2 separate regions of the Sus scrofa genome follow, and region 2 is linked to region 1. A link is a contact called in public HiChIP or PLAC-seq data. All regions are on one chromosome and are shown on one strand. The core of a region is the stretch at or near the end of the contact, and the rest is flanking DNA. Distances in the headings are between cores, read along the strand shown. Region 1 has its middle 33 kb from the start of EEPD1. Region 2 overlaps LOC102161969 (a long non-coding RNA gene).

The links. HiChIP or PLAC-seq counts read pairs in DNA pulled down with a chosen protein or histone mark.
Region 2: a contact with region 1 is called in an H3K27ac HiChIP or PLAC-seq map of alveolar macrophages. The contact joins two enhancer-like sites. A contact is called at or near these places in 1 of 47 Hi-C or Micro-C datasets (epiblast stem cells) and 1 of 2 datasets of contacts at active chromatin or transcription factors (alveolar macrophages).

Annotation. Positions count from the first base shown.
Region 1 is chr18:37,978,367-37,986,025 of Sscrofa11.1, forward strand. No RefSeq gene overlaps it. Among named protein-coding and RNA genes, the nearest start is that of EEPD1, 33 kb to the left of the region's middle. Within about 2 kb of position 2,780, at least 1 of the 83 cell types and tissues checked has an H3K27ac peak or open chromatin away from gene starts, as enhancers often do. A contact at or near this core is called in alveolar macrophages, where this site is marked.
Region 2 is chr18:38,237,631-38,245,289 of Sscrofa11.1, forward strand. All of the region lies in intron 3 of LOC102161969 (a long non-coding RNA gene), which reads right to left. Among named protein-coding and RNA genes, the nearest start is that of HERPUD2, 43 kb to the right of the region's middle. Within about 2 kb of position 2,936, at least 24 of the 83 cell types and tissues checked have an H3K27ac peak or open chromatin away from gene starts, as enhancers often do. A contact at or near this core is called in alveolar macrophages, where this site is marked.

The DNA.
Region 1 (7,659 bases), core at 1,530-4,029:
TTCCAAAATTTTGCTTCACGCTTCTATTGCCCTCACTTTCATTCAAAAGAAGACTTTTCCTCTGGAACTTTTCTGAGTAAGAAAACCTAAGCATTCTTTTTTCACATGGATCTTGGGCGAGAGGTAAGATCTCAAGGGAGCCCGAGTGTTGTCCTGGTGTTGGACAAGAGGAAAAACCTGTTGTTGGGGGCAGGGGGGCGGTCAGGAAGGTGGAACCAGAGAGATGACAAAAGGCCACACATGGGCCTCCATGAGACCCCTTTTGAGACCCCAGAAACGTCGGCACATCTCTTCAACTTATGGAATGTTTGAATGTGGGGAGTTTTCTTAACAGAAAGTGGTGAAGGATGGACAGAACAGAGGTGAGTCATGTGGGAGTTGGGGACCAAGGGGAAAAGCCCAGAGAAATCGCAGGGAAGGCCCGGCTCCCTAAACCCAGGGTGTTAATTAGGTTTCAGGTTAAATGTTCCAAGGAGGAGGGGTGGGGTGGGGAAGCCACCTGACATCTGATTCCCCTGGTCTGAGGCTGGTGACCCCAATGAAATGGTGACACGGCCAACAGCCATCTCACACCTTGAATCTTGGGAGAGAAGCTTGCTCTTGCTTGATGGGTTTCAGCCTCCTCTCAGGGGCTCTCACAGACCCCCAAGAACACACATGCAAGCATCGAGTACAGCATCAAGTACACGCCTAAGGGCCACATCCTCTGAATTTCCTTGCCAGCAGTAGGGTTTTTGCAGGATATCCGTGTACATGAGCCTTGGGTTTTGTTTAAAGCACCAACTCACAACTCTGACTCAAAGAATACTTATCGGGAGCAACTAACTACATGAAATGCAGAGATGCATGTATCTGGTGAGTGCTGAGGGGGAATTGCTGTCCAGGGAGGAAGGAGACCCAGTGACAAATCACCATCCGAGGGCTCCAGAGAGCCAGCCCTGCACAGTGACTGCATGAGGGTGTGGGGGCTAACTGGGCTTGGGGGCGTTAAGGAAGCCTCTGCAGAGGCCATGAGGGCAGTGAAGGACAGGGAATCATGTGCCAGGAGCAGCAGCAAAAGGGCAGGCTCATCCAGGTGGGAAAATCAGGACTTTTAAATATTGATGTAATTTTGAGGGCAGAATCAACTAGAAAAAAAAGACGGTCAACCACAGTCAGATAAAGGCAGAACCAGTTCTCAAGATAATTAGAGGGCTTCGGCTCCCCCATCGACATCAATTTTATTAGTGTTGTTTGAACTTATCCTTACCGTTAATGGCTTCACAGCCACCCACTCCCCAGGCAGCTTCCTGGCAACCCCAGATCTCTGATCTAATTTTATTCCTGCGAAGTTTGGATTTAGAAGAAAATGCGCAGCAGCCTCACTGGGGAGAAGAAGGCTGGAGGAAAATGGTAAGTGCACGCCCCTGGAGAGCCCATGGGGTGGAAGGAGAAAGTAGGGGGATGGTTTCCAGGGGCAATACCCACAGAGTGACAGCATTTTATGTCACCGCCCAACTACTGTATTTACCCACCTCTGGGGAGGGTGACACAAGTGTCTGGAATGTGTATCTTATTTTTGCCCTGCCTACGTTTACATCCATAAAACGAGCAGAAAGGACTAATGAGTCTGGTTGGTCTGGGCAGGAACACTGCCTGCATTTTCCTTGGGCTGGTACTCTCGAGGCCATAAAAGGGCGCGTCCCAGGAAGGATGGGTGTTCACAGTTATGTGGCCCAGTGTGTGAGTGTGTCTGTGCAGAGAGGTGTGTTCCCAGCTGTACCAGGAGCACAGGGACAGGTACAACCACGACGCTATGACTCAGGCCTAAGGTGGGTGGAAGAGGAGACAGCACGTATTAATATAAAATCAGCACTCCCTCCTGGGCCCGCAGGAGGCCAGCCTTTGCCACTCCCTGCTGATGCCAGGCGGTTCTGATGTTTGGGGAATTCTCTAAGTCTAATTCTCTTTTGTGATCTATTGTCAACACCCATTGGCCTATGGGTTCAATGCAATCTCAATCAAAATTCCAGCAGAACGAAATACTCTGCTCTGTGAAAGATGCTGATGCCATTAAGACAAGCCATAGACTATTTGCAAAAGACCTAACTGATAGGAGACTCTTATCCAAGATATACCCAGAACACTTAAAATCCAACAATAGAAAAGTGAGCGACCCAATTTAAAAAAATGGCCAAAAGACCTGAATGGACACCTCATGGCAAGTAAGCATATAGAAAGATGTTAAACATAATATACAAATTTAAAAAGCCATGAGATACACTAAAAACCTATTGAAATGGCCAAAATCGAAAACACTACACACTAATGGAAAAGCAATATGGTACAGCCCCTTTGAAAGACAGTTTGGTAGTTTCTTACAAAACAAACACCCTCCAGCCATATGATCAAGCAATTATGCTCCTTGATATTTATCCAAAGTTGACAAAATACCCACACAAAAACTTGCACATGGGTATTCTGGGCATAACTGCCCAAATGTGGAAGCAGCCAAGAAGTCCTTCAGTAGGTGAATGGATAAATAAACTGTGGTACATCCAGACAACGGAATATGGTTCAGTGATAAAAAGAAATGAGCTATCAAGCCATGAACAGACACGGAGGAAACTTAAATACATATTACACATTCTACAATCTGAAAAGGGAACATACTGTATGTGATTCCAACCATGTGACATTCTGGATAAGGCAAAACTGTGGAGACAGTGAAAAGATCAGGGCTTACCAGGGGTTGTGGGGAGGGAAGGATGAGTAGTCGGAGCACAGAGGACTTTTAGGGCAGTGAAACTACTCTCTATGACACTATAATGGTGCGTATGTGTCATCATACATTTGTCCAAACCCATAGAATGTACAACACCAAGAATGAAATGTTGTAACATAAACTCTGGGCTCTGGGTAATAATGACGTGTCAATGTAAGTTCATCATTTGTAACTAATGCACCACTCTTGAGAGATGATGATGGGGGGCAGGGAATGTATAGGAAATCTCGGGACCTTCCACTACATTTTTCTATGAACCTAAAACTGTTTTTATTTTATTTTATTTTATTTTATTTTGTCTTTTTGCCTTTTCTTGAAATGCTCCTGTGGCATATGGAAGTTCCCAGGCTAGGGGTCTAATTGGAGCTGTAGCCACTGGCCTACACCACAGCAACGCGGGATCCAAGCGGCATCTGCGACCCACACCACAGCTCACAGCAACACCGGATCCTTAACCCAATGAGCAAGGCCAGGGATCGAACCCGCCACCTCGTGGTTCCTAGTTGGATTCATTAACCACTGCGCCACGACGGGAACTCCTAAAACTGTTTAAAATAAAATGCCTATTAAATACGCAAAGAAAGAATGTAGAAGTCTTGCTCTTTCGACCTACAGATGCAACCATTACATTTAAAGATACCCAAATGGACATAGGAAGCTCTCTGTCTTGTCGAAGGGAAGAATCTGTAAATAACTGCACATAAGAAATGAAAACACGATGAAAGCTGTTATTCCCTCAGCTGTATAGAAATTAATAAGATGCTTTCTCGTGTCTTATCCAATGGAAGATTTTCATATAGTATCATGATGCCAATTAAGTTGTGGCATCATATTGAGATCAATTATTCAGAGTTTAAAGAAAGTGGGATTCAGTGGTTTAGGGTGTCAACATTATGAGCAATTTAAAGGCCAAGTGGATTACAGCTTCTTGAACCAGAAATGAAAAGGCCACTGAAGCATCCTACAGGTTGTAATTTCTAATAAAGTGAATATTGATCATGAATCCACATGAACAAAACTCTTCGGGTTCCCCCCACTTTGTTGTGTGAGTAAGAGAGTAAAGTAAGAAGGCTACCTGAGGTTACCCCTAGCAGTGACAGGTCCATTTCTTGTTATGACCTCTTCAGGAGCAGTTTTTATGGAATTCCAGGCATCTATATCAATCCTTGGCTGCCTCTAGGATTTTGGTCCTTCTAGCTCTCAGGGGGCTGGCTTTGGGTCACCTGAAGGATTTTCACCAATATTAGCTTTCTTCTTCTTCTTGAATTTCTCTCTTATAAAACAATACTCTTTCTCTACTCACAGTACTTCTGACACCAAATGTGTGGGTTTTCCACACCAAGCAGTTCTCCTGTTATCTATGGACACTAAGTGGGTGTCCTATACTTTTATTCAATTCTGATTCTAATTGCTCTGTATGAGTGCAGACCCCACAGGTTGAAGGCTCAGTTCCACAAGACTGCCCCCCTTTTGTTGCCAGTTGCAAAGAGTGAGCCCCCAGGTTCCCCCACCTCTGTTTGACTTAGCTGCAAATTGGGGTTCCCAGGATTCCCTCCTCAAGGGCCAGTCATTCTCTATAATGGCTCACAGAATGCAGGGAAACTATTTATTATTCCTGATTTATTGTAAAGTATATTATGGAAGATTAGTTGACATCCAAAAGAAGAGCTACATACAGCAAGATGAGAAAGTTCTGAAGCTCAGAAGCGTCTTTTCCCGTGAAGTTTGGGCATATATCACCCTCCTGGCACCTGGATGCCTTCACCAACCCAGAAGCTCTAACCCTTTAGTTTTATGGAGGCTCTTTACAGGCGAGATAGATTGAATCATTCACCACTGGTGATTAATCCCCAGCCCCTTTTCCCTCCCTGGAAGTTAGGTGGTGAGATGAGACTTAAAGTTCCAACGCACTAATCACATGGTTGGTTACTATGGCAACCTGCCACCATCCTAGGAGGTCAGCTACCTAAGATGCTACCTAGGGGCCCTTAGCTACCAGTCACCTAATTAACATAAATTTTGTTCTAATTGAAAGGAGCTTATTATGAATAATGAAAGATGTTCCTTCACCCCATCACTCAGGAATTATAAGGAATTTTAAGGAATTGAGGTTTTAGAAGCTCTGTGCCAGGAACTGGGGATGAAAACCACATACATGTTTCACTGATGTCACAGTCTACTTTGCTTGTTATTTTTCTTCTTCCTCTATTTTCCCCACTTCTCATTTTTTTCTTCTTTTTCTTTTTAAAAATTTTCCTTTTTATTTAAATTAAATTTTTTCTTTGTTCTTTTAGCTTTATTTCCCAATTTTTATTTTTGCTTTATTCTTTCATTTTTATCACCTTGTACTTTTTCTCATTTTTTCTTTATTGTTTTTCTCATTTTCTTCTTCTTTTTTTTTTTCTTGTTAAGGCCACACCTGGCACATAGGAAAGTTCCCAGGCTAGGGGTCAAACCAGAGCTGCAGCTGCCAGCCTGCGACACAGCCATAGCAATACCATATCTGAGCCACATCTGCAACCCATGCCACAGCCTGAGGCAACACCAGATCCTTAACCCACTGAAAGAGGCCAGGGGTTGAACCCACATCCTCACAGACACTACATGTTGGGTTCTTAAACCACTGAGCCACAATGCGAACTCCTGATTTTTTAATTTTCTTTATTTCGTCTTTTTCTTTTTTAATTTAGTAAGTCAGTATTGTGAGAGGTAAGTCCAACACACTGCAGGGTCTCCTGGCCAGCTCTGCTGAGGAAGAGGCCCCTATAGGGACACACAGGCTTCTCGAGGCCATTGGCAAGGACAGTCACACTCATCACTGGATCTCTAGTGCCAGCACCATGGATATTGAAACTGGAAATGGAGAAATGCTTTGACTTGTTACCTTCTGTCACCACTCCCTCCCTGAGTTACCATTTACCTTTGACTGCTGCCAAAGAAGCCAAGGCCAGTGACCTTTGTCTCTCTGACCAAGGCCCCAAGGGAGAACTCTGCTGCAAGGAGCAGTGGCTACAGGGCGTTCAGCTGGAATGATGTGACCCCTGCCCTTTGACATTCTCATGTAACATGGGTGTCAGCTGGGCCTTGTGCTTCCTATCCTTTGCGAGGTCTTTCCTTGTGTAATTCCCAGCCACATTCCCAATCTCAGTGGGGATTCTTAAAAGTCAGATAGTTCCCCAGGTTGCCCCAGACTGTGATTTTCTGCTTGCAGTGAAACCTGGATCTTTCTCCCCTCTTGCATATTTCAGCTGTCCCCTTCTCATTTCCCGAATCTACCCAGAGAGACTTGGTTCCTTTATTTCCCCTAAGCAACGCTCATCCAAGTCCATTACATTTCTTTTTTTTTTTTTTTTTCCTGTCTTTGGTCTTTTTAGGGCCGAACCCATGGCACATGGAGGTTCCCAGGCTAGGGGTCTAATCGGAGCTGTAGCCAGCGGCCTATGCCAGAGCCACAGCAACGCAGGATCCAAGCCGAATCTGAGACCTACACCACAGCTCGTGGAAATGCTGGATCCTTAACCCACTGAGCAAGGCCAGGGATCAAATCTGCAACCTTATGGGTCCCAGTCAGATTCGTTAACCACTGCACCACAAACAATGGGAATTCCTTTTTTTTTAAATGTTATCATCCGTCATTTTAAATTTAGCATTCCTGCTGTGGTTTCTGCTTTTTTGTTTTAATACACATCAATTTAGCTACCTCTTGGCTTCATTTTAAAAGGGGGAACATCTGCTTAGGTTTATAGGGAATGAAACCAGAGGATATCTATTATACCAGTGCAGTTAAGAGTGTCCTTCTTAACCTCCCAAGTGTCCTGGTTTGGATAATAAAATAGGTGGTTTCTCTATGTCCGGCCCACTAGCAATGCCCGCAGGCTGTCCATCCGCAGCTTCAAAGGCCCAGTAAGTCACTCTAATCAACAAAAACTTCTTCTTCTAAACGTAACTTTCCTGCTTTTCTTAACAAACCTTTTTTCCTTATCACAGAAGGATTCCAGGAGAGAAGAAATCACATAACATAGCCACTCAAATAAGTTGAAAACATCTATCTACAGAAAAACCTGCACAGAGGTATTTACAGCAGCTTTGCTCTTAATTGCCCAAACCAGGATACCACCAAAATATCCTTTACTAGGTGACTAAACAAAGTGGGCACATCCATACAATGCAGTTTTGTTAAGCAATAAAAAGAAATGAGGGCTTGAGCCACTAAAGAACATGGAGGAAACTTAAATGCAACATGCTAAGTTTAAGTCAGTCTGAAACATTACATATTATATGGTTGCAATCATATGACACTCTGGAAAAGGCAAAACTATACCGATAGTAAAAAGAGCAGTGATTGGCTGGGGTGGGGAGGGATGAATACCAAGAGCACAGGGAATGTTTAGGGCAGTGAAACTATCTTGAGTGATCCTCTAATGGTCGGTACATGATAATAAGCTTTTGTCAAGACCTATGGAACTACAGAACACAGAGAGTGAACCCTACATAAACTATGGACTTTAATTATAGTGTATCCGTGTTGTTTCATCAGTTCTAACAGGTGTACCACATTATTGCAACATGTTAATAATAGGGGAATCTGGATGCCAGAGGGCACATGGGAACTCTGTACCTTCTGTTCATTTTCTCTGTAACCCTAAAACTTCTCTTAAAAATAAGTCTAGTATCAAAGAAAAATCCCAGCACACTTTTGGTAGAGACTGACATGCTGATTCTAAAATTTATGTGGAAATACAAAGAACCTCGATGTGCCAGGACATTAGTATAGAAAGTCAAAGTTGGAGCCCTTGACACTCCCTGATTCCCAGATTTCCTGTGAAGCTGCAGTCATGGGGACGATGCAGTGCTGACGTGAGATCCGCTGAGCACCTGAAGGGAGGGGATAAGGC
Region 2 (7,659 bases), core at 1,686-4,185, 260 kb after region 1:
GGTGAGGGACCCGTCCAGTGCCAGCAGCCAACTGGAGGTGCGGGGGAGATCTCGTGTGCGCTGCCTGACTGAAGGCAGGGTGCTCTTCTCCAGGCCACACAGCCCTTCATTGTTGGGGTGCTTTTAACTGCGTATCAGGCACGCATTTATTTAAATCTCCGCAGCTACCGGAAAGGAAAGTGAGAAAGGGGGAAGTAATTAGGAGGCAGCTACTGCCAAGGCATCCCTTGTAATCCAGTCTTCTTGCTGCAGCCAGCGCAATCGGTTTAAGTGCCAACTGAGCTGCGTTTCTCCACTCCTCAGAATGTTCTAATTTATTTATTATTTACTTTTAAGGTTACATTTTTTTTTACTGAGGTAACATTGGTTCATAACATTATATATTTCATGTGTTTTACATTATCCTTCTACTTCTGTATACACTATGGCTTGCTCATCACCAGAGATCTCCTTTCCGTCTGTCACCATACACTGGTGACATACACCATACTCCATGACCCATTTCATCCTCCCCCTCCCCTTCCCTTATGGAAACCACTGCTCTGTTCTCTGTATCTATGTGTTTGTTTTTGTTTGTTTTCGTTTCTTCATTTATTTTGTATTTGTTGGCTTCCCATTTGTACTGGGCACAAGGTCCGTTCCTATCTTTCCAGTCACATGAAGCCATACTGTCCCCCGTCCTCCCCTGGATCTGTCCCAGCCATGCTGGCCTCTTTTTTTTCTTCCCTCTAAGTGCTGTGTCCTCTGTCCTGTCCCTGGGTCTTCCTTCCTACAGTTCCTTTTGCCTAGAAGATGGCCCATAAGCCCTTCTGGTTTTTCACCCGTCGGTTTAAGTCTGCCTCTGGTTCTCAGTGCACTGCAGCCCTTGCAGAAAGCCTGCCCTACTGCCCTCACCCCATGCACAAGCCCACGTATTCACCTGCATTGCCCCTTCTTGGAGGCCATCATCAGACTTCTGAATCACTCAGACTATAGTGAGTGATTTACAGATAGATGTATATTTACAGATAGATGCAATCTGATTCTGTGAAAATGCCTCCTAGAGAGAGTTCTAGGGAGGCAAGGGTGCTGCAGCTTTTGTTCACCATTACCCTGGCCCTTAGCACCATGTGCAAAGAAGGCACCCAAAAATAACTCCCGGGAGAAGGAATCCCTCAGTCTTTCCCGTCACGTCCACTGGGTTAGGATCTCTTGCCCTGCACTCTCGGTAAGACCCTAAACTCTTCTTCTTGAGTCCTGGAATTAGAGACTTGGCTGATTATTTGATTATTTGTCTCTTCCTCTGAGGGCCCCATAAAGGCAGGGCTTGTGTTTACTTTCCTCACCATTGTGAGCTTAGCACAGGGGACCCTCAATAAATTTTTGTTGAATGGGCAAGCCAAGGGGCCTATTGACAAAAAGGGAGTGATTCAGAAGTCTGAGTGTAAAGGCTACATAAAGCAGCTCATTATCTACTAATTCAAATTCGTATTAATTTAATACATCATCTAGTAGTGTTATTAGCAACTCCCAAGCTGAATAAAATATTACTGCTACAAACAAAGCCCAAGGAAACCCTTCTCACTGGTCCAAAGCCTCCTCCTATGACCAGCTAGCTCTGCAGCCGGTGAAGGTAAATTACTTCTCTTCTAGGCAGAGGGAGTTTTTCCATGAGAAGCTTGAGCTTCAGGAAGTCACCTGTGGTACACCTTCAGGGCCCTGGGAAGGTCATAGCTATGTGTGCACAGGGCCATATGTTTTTGTAAAATTAGCAAAAGTAGAGTATTTTAAATCACAATTAAAGGTCCTGCCCGTCTCCACTCTGACTTCCCTTCTGTCACCTGGTGGAGGGGATTAGAGTGGCCATGGGCATCTTAGAGCTCTGGCCAAGGGGAAGTTGAGTTGGGGACATGCTGAGTTTGGCTTTAGTGAGATATGTGATTTTTAAGCACTTCTATGTATAGTTAAGTCATGGCTATTAGTCCCACTGTGAGAATGGCTTCTGGGAATACCCCAACTGCCCATGGTGACAACACCTTACCTGGTATTGTGACACCAAGCTAGTGGCTAGTATCAATGAGGTTCCTTCTGAGAACAACTTGCTTTGGTGCTGAGGGCTGTGAGGTTATTGGTGGTGTTTTCTCTATAGTCCTCATACTTCCTGATTTCCTGAAAATGGCCTTTTGGTCTTAATTCTCCTGGTCTATCCAGCGGTGGTGTCAGCCTCTAACTACCTGCATTATCATCCTTTGAAGCATTACCTAAAATACCCAGAAGCTTCTTTTTCTCTGGCTGAAGTCTGACCAGGCAACAAAAATTCTGCCTGTGGCTTTGGTACAACCTTCATGGCAGAGCCGTCTCTGGGCACCTTAAGTGCCCGTCACCCCATCTCTGCTCCCTTATCCTTTGGATGTGCCATGTGGAGCTCAAAGGCCAGGAGGCACACTGCTTTCTCCCTAAGACTCAAAACAAGCCACCTCAACTGTGCCTTGTGAAAAAAAGAAAAAAAAAAAAAAGAAAAAAAAAGACCGTTCACAAGAGTAAGGAAAGCCAGACAGGAGAGTGCGCAGGAGGCAAAGAGAGAAGGCAAGGAGAAGACTGCGAGCAGCATGAGTAAGGCACATGATAATGACAGCAGTAGATGGACTGGCTGAGAAAGACGCAGAGAAGAGAACAAAGCTGAGCTCTTCCCTTGCCAGATAGGCATGCATGGAATCAGCTCACAAAAAAGGCACCCTTATCCAGAGTGGGTTGGGTCAAGTGTCAAGGTGAGGAGGATCTCTCTGGATCACTGCAGGAGTTTCCTAACCAGTTTTCCAGCTTCCACCCTGCCCTCCTAAACCCTTCCCAACCCAAGAGCCCATTGATCCTATTCAGATATGAGTCAGCGCACGCCACTCCTCTGCTCTCATGCTCTCCGACCTCATTTCCCTCCTCTGTCCCCACCCTCAGTTGCTTCCAGACAGATTCTCTGTTCCTCAAACATGCTAGACCTGCTTCTGCCTCAGGGCCTCTGTGTAGGCTGTTCCTTCTGCCTGGAAGGCTGTCGCCCCAGTGTCCACCCCACTCTCTTGCAGGCTCTTCTTGTTCACTCCATCGAAGATGGTAACCCTCCCATTCTCTCCTTTCTAACATAATATATAACCTATTTATTTGTATTGTCTATCTTCTACTGGAATGGCAGTTCCAGCAGAGGTGGGGGGAATTTTTGCTCACTGCTGAATCTCCCTGTTTAAGTATAGTGCCTGGAACAGAGTAAGAAGGATATTAAATATTTGGTGAAAAATAACCTTAGGAGCTAGGTGCTATTATTAAGCACATTTTATAGAAGATAAAGCTTGGGCTCACCAGTGTAAAGTAACCTGCCCAGAGACCACATGGGGAAGTGAAAGAGCAAGTGTTTCAAAAGCCTTTGCCCTTAAGCGCTTCACTGTAAAATGGCCCACCTCTTGCTACAAGCTGCTAGTCACTTCTCACATCAGCCTTTCTTTCTGGTTAACCAGACCACTGGGCCCTCAGATGGACTTCCTGAGTCACAAGGTATTTACCGACAGAAAGGGATGAAGAGCTAAATCATAACGCCTGTGCTGTGTGAGGAAGTGAGAGAACAACTTTACTTCCGCTTGGTTGAGAAGAGGGATGTGAACTTGAGGCTGCCCTCACCTGCAGTGTCTTGAGTGGAAGGGGGCTGCCTCCTCAGGGCACGGTTAGTTGCAGGCAAGTCAAATGCATGCTTGGGCACCAGCAAAGCAGAGCCACCAAAATAATGAGAGGGTAGTAAGAAGCTACTTGATATTTTCAAAAATATATAAAAAATGTTATTGCAGGAAAACTTAGAACCTAGCTGGACTTCCTTACAGGCGTTTGACTGATGGCATTGTTTGGAAATTAAGTTACTGTGTTGTGGGGAACAGCCTCACTTCTTCAGTGTATAGGGTCTCTGAAGGGCAATCTGGTCTTGCTGATCCTGGTTGATGTGGCCAGTGGACTCATTTTTATCTATCATTTACTTTCAAAAATGGCATATGCATGTGTGTGGTTTCCATTATGTAAAAGGAGATAAATGGGGCAAGAACAGTTGCTTTGTAAACCCCTGAGGAGTTTCAAGAAGGTTGACTTAATGCTGTTATTTTAAAGTTTGAGCCGGAGGTCTGCAGAGCTCCTGTCCTTGCTTCTATACCTTCTCCGATGTCACCTTTGTGAAGCCTTCTCTGTCTACCCCCGAGCTCCTCTTCCCAGCAATTATTCACTTCCTCTTCTGTGTTACAGATTTTGTTATATTTATCACATTACATCACCATCATTTGTATTCACTTCTGTTACCCTATGAGACATAGAACTCCTGGAAATACATGGCTTATTCATTATTACATCTTGTTCATCTTTGAATCTAGCACAGGGCCTGGAACAGACTGAAGGTTCCACAATTTTCCAAAGGCAATTAAAACCAAACTTTGGAGGCTAGAGGAGCTTCTAAGGAAAATACCTTTTTCTTGTGTGTGAATTCATTCCTAAGACACGCCAGGTGCCTAGCATTGTTTACAAAATAGGTTATACTGGAGCAAGTGCTTCTAGAACTCCTTGTTTTTCATCAGAGCTTCTCTGCTCAGCTGCTCAGTGACTCACAGCAGGAAGAGGAGGCATGGGTTCTGAACTGTCCCCCAACACTTCCTCAAACATGCCCCACAAACCACAAAATGAGAAAAATAGACTCGTGGTCCTTTGGGCTGCTGGAGCCCATCACTTTACTTCTTTGCTTTTTGGTTCCTGATTCTGTAGCAGTTAGGAATTGAAATGGGATACTGAAATTCCCTTCAGACTCTGAAATCTCTGAGTCTTTGAGCTTATTCATGGGCAGTAATCAGCCCTCAACCCTGCCCTGTAGAGCGGGTCAGACCTGGTTACCTCAAACAGGACCTGTGGCCACATCAGTCCTTTGAGCTGCCTTTTTGTGACAGGTCTTTCTTTTAGCTGGGAGTGCATTTCTCCTGTACCACATCTGTTTTCTGCTGCCCACCTGTGTGTGCTATTGCTGTATCCCTGATTCTGTGGATCAAGCCTGCTCTCACTTGCCATTTTATCCAGGTTTCATCCCTACAAAAAGGATGTGATAAGTTTAGAACAGTGCACATACCATGGTGCTATTTATGTATTTTATTTTAAGCCATGTATGCTGGTCTTATGTCTGTTTGCTCTCAGATATATTTTCTGCCATCAACAATCTCGGGCTTTGCATCCCTGGGAGCTACTTTTCTCAGGCTCCCTTTCAGACGAGGGCCAGGGATAGAACGCTGGAAAACGGGAGGAGGGGAGAAGCCAGGTTACTTCTCCCCTTCCCTCTGCTTCAGATGGTGTCTGGCAGCATCTTGTCCAAGTCTCCAGAGCCTGCTGTACAACCCTCTCTCCATGGTTCCTACTTTATCCGTAAGTGTTGCCATGGTTCCAGATTTTACAGGTGGCCCCAGCACCAGTGCCCTAGTAACACTGTCTTCACCCTTTGCCCCTCTAGCCCCAGGGTGGATAGTGGCTTCCTGCTGGTCTCTGGGCTCTCAACTCTTCAAACACCTGTTTAAATCCCCTCTATAACATCTAGCATGGCTCCTAAAGAGTATTTTGGACTGCAACTAAATAACTCTGTATGTGTACATCATACACACATGTATGTATATACACACACATTAAAATATGCATATCTAGGAGTTCCCATCATGGCTCAGTGGTTAACAAATCTGACTAGAAACCATAAGGTTGCGGGTTCAATCCCTGGCCTTGCTCAGTGGGTTAAGGATCCGGCATTGTCGTGAGCTGTGGTGTAGGTTGCAGACATGGCTTGGATCCCGTGTTGCTGTGGCTTTGGCGTAGGCCAGTGGCTACAGCTCCAATCAGACCCCTAGCCTGGTAACCTCCACATGCCATGGGAGCGGCCTCAAAAGGCAGAAAGAGAAAAAAAAAAAAAAAAGCATATCTACATGAATATTTGCATATGAAAACACACATATATATGAAGATACATATATGTATGAGAGCAGATTGGAGAATTACCTGGAAGTTTACATGAAACTATTAACAGTGGTTTTATGATTGGGAAGAGGAATGGGACTGGAATGGTGGGAAATTCCGAAGGGGATTGTAGTTTTTTAAAAATAGTTTTATTGTGGCATAATTTACCTAGATAAGACCATAACTTTCATGTGTACATATACGTGTTATTTAGTTTTTCTTACAATGAGTATGTATTCATATTGCTTATCTGATGCAAAAAATAATTTACAAGTATACATAGCAGGAGTGGAACAAATGGGGAAAACAGCAAGTGCTTTTTAGCTGAAGGCTTAAGCCAAGGAGGGAAGGCCTTGCAAATGACACTAACATTCATTCATGCAACAAATATTTTTTTATTTACTACGTGCCAGACACTGAGGGCACAGCAGCAAACATTATGATCCCTGCTCACGTTATCTGCAGTGATTACATACACAATTATGTCAGTACTAATTAACTATTAAGAAGTAAAGAGGGCAATGAAAGTTCTAACCTAGTCAGGGAAGGCTTCTCCGAGGAAGTGACTTACCAGCTAAGAGCTGAATGATGAGTAGATGAAGGTTTGTTGCTAAAGGGAATTAGATGGTATGAGATGGTCAAGCTGGGCTGCCACTGAGTGCTTTCCTGGTTTCTGCTCTCAGGACAGCTGCTCTAACAAAAGAGTTTGCTTAGAAGGTATCTCATTGGAACCCACAATGGGATGCCAATCAACGGGAAGTGTGCGGAGGATCTACGGGACTGGTCTGCTGCTGCTGTAGCCAGGCCTCCCACAGTGTTGGATCCATTGTCTGCCAGGTGGCTCTCACCTGGAGAAAAGGAAGCCAATGCCATGTATCCTGTGGTAGTTGACAAGGCTGGTTTGGAAATGGCGCAAAAGCTAAGGATACCCTGCAATCAGCAGCAGTAACAAAGGTACCCACATCCATCAACCCCTCATCCTTTGATGGGAACAAACAACATCTTCTCCATCTTAAGTAAAGTGGCATGCAAATGCCCAAAACAAGTCCTCAGTCCATCTTTCATCCACATTTCTGCTTCTAAGCTCTTCTTGAAATAAAATGCTGGAATATGTGGTAAAAAGCTATTCATGAAGCAATCATTCTTTCTAAGCTCTGTATTTTTCTCTTTTTGCTTAGCCCAATTCAGATGTTTTGCCTGTGTCTCAGTCTTTCCAAGTCATAGATATTTTGGCAATGGGTATAATCTCCTTGTTTTATTGTAAATCACCAATCTCATTTTATTGCAAGCCACCAATTACTCTGTAAAATTGTTACCTATAAAATAGTCCATTAATTGCAATTACAGTTTAGTTACAGTTTGTCAAGGTCTCCCAGACAATGTAAAATCAGGTTATGCTTCCTTTTGATGTTCAAATTACAAAGCTAACAACAAGATCTTAGCTTGATCTCAGTGTCCTGCAGCTATTTCTGTGCTTCCCCAACAGGATGTGTCATTCGTACTTACAAACCAGCTGCCTTAACCACACAGGTCCACCTGGTCCTTTCTCTACTGCTCCGGTTCCTCCAGGTTTGCTTCCTGCAGGGCCACTTGGAAAGCATTAGTGCTGTCACTGCCCAGCATGAAAGCAGCGCTGATGGTGCCAAGTCTACCGTCTCTCTCAATGCTGCCAAGTCAGCC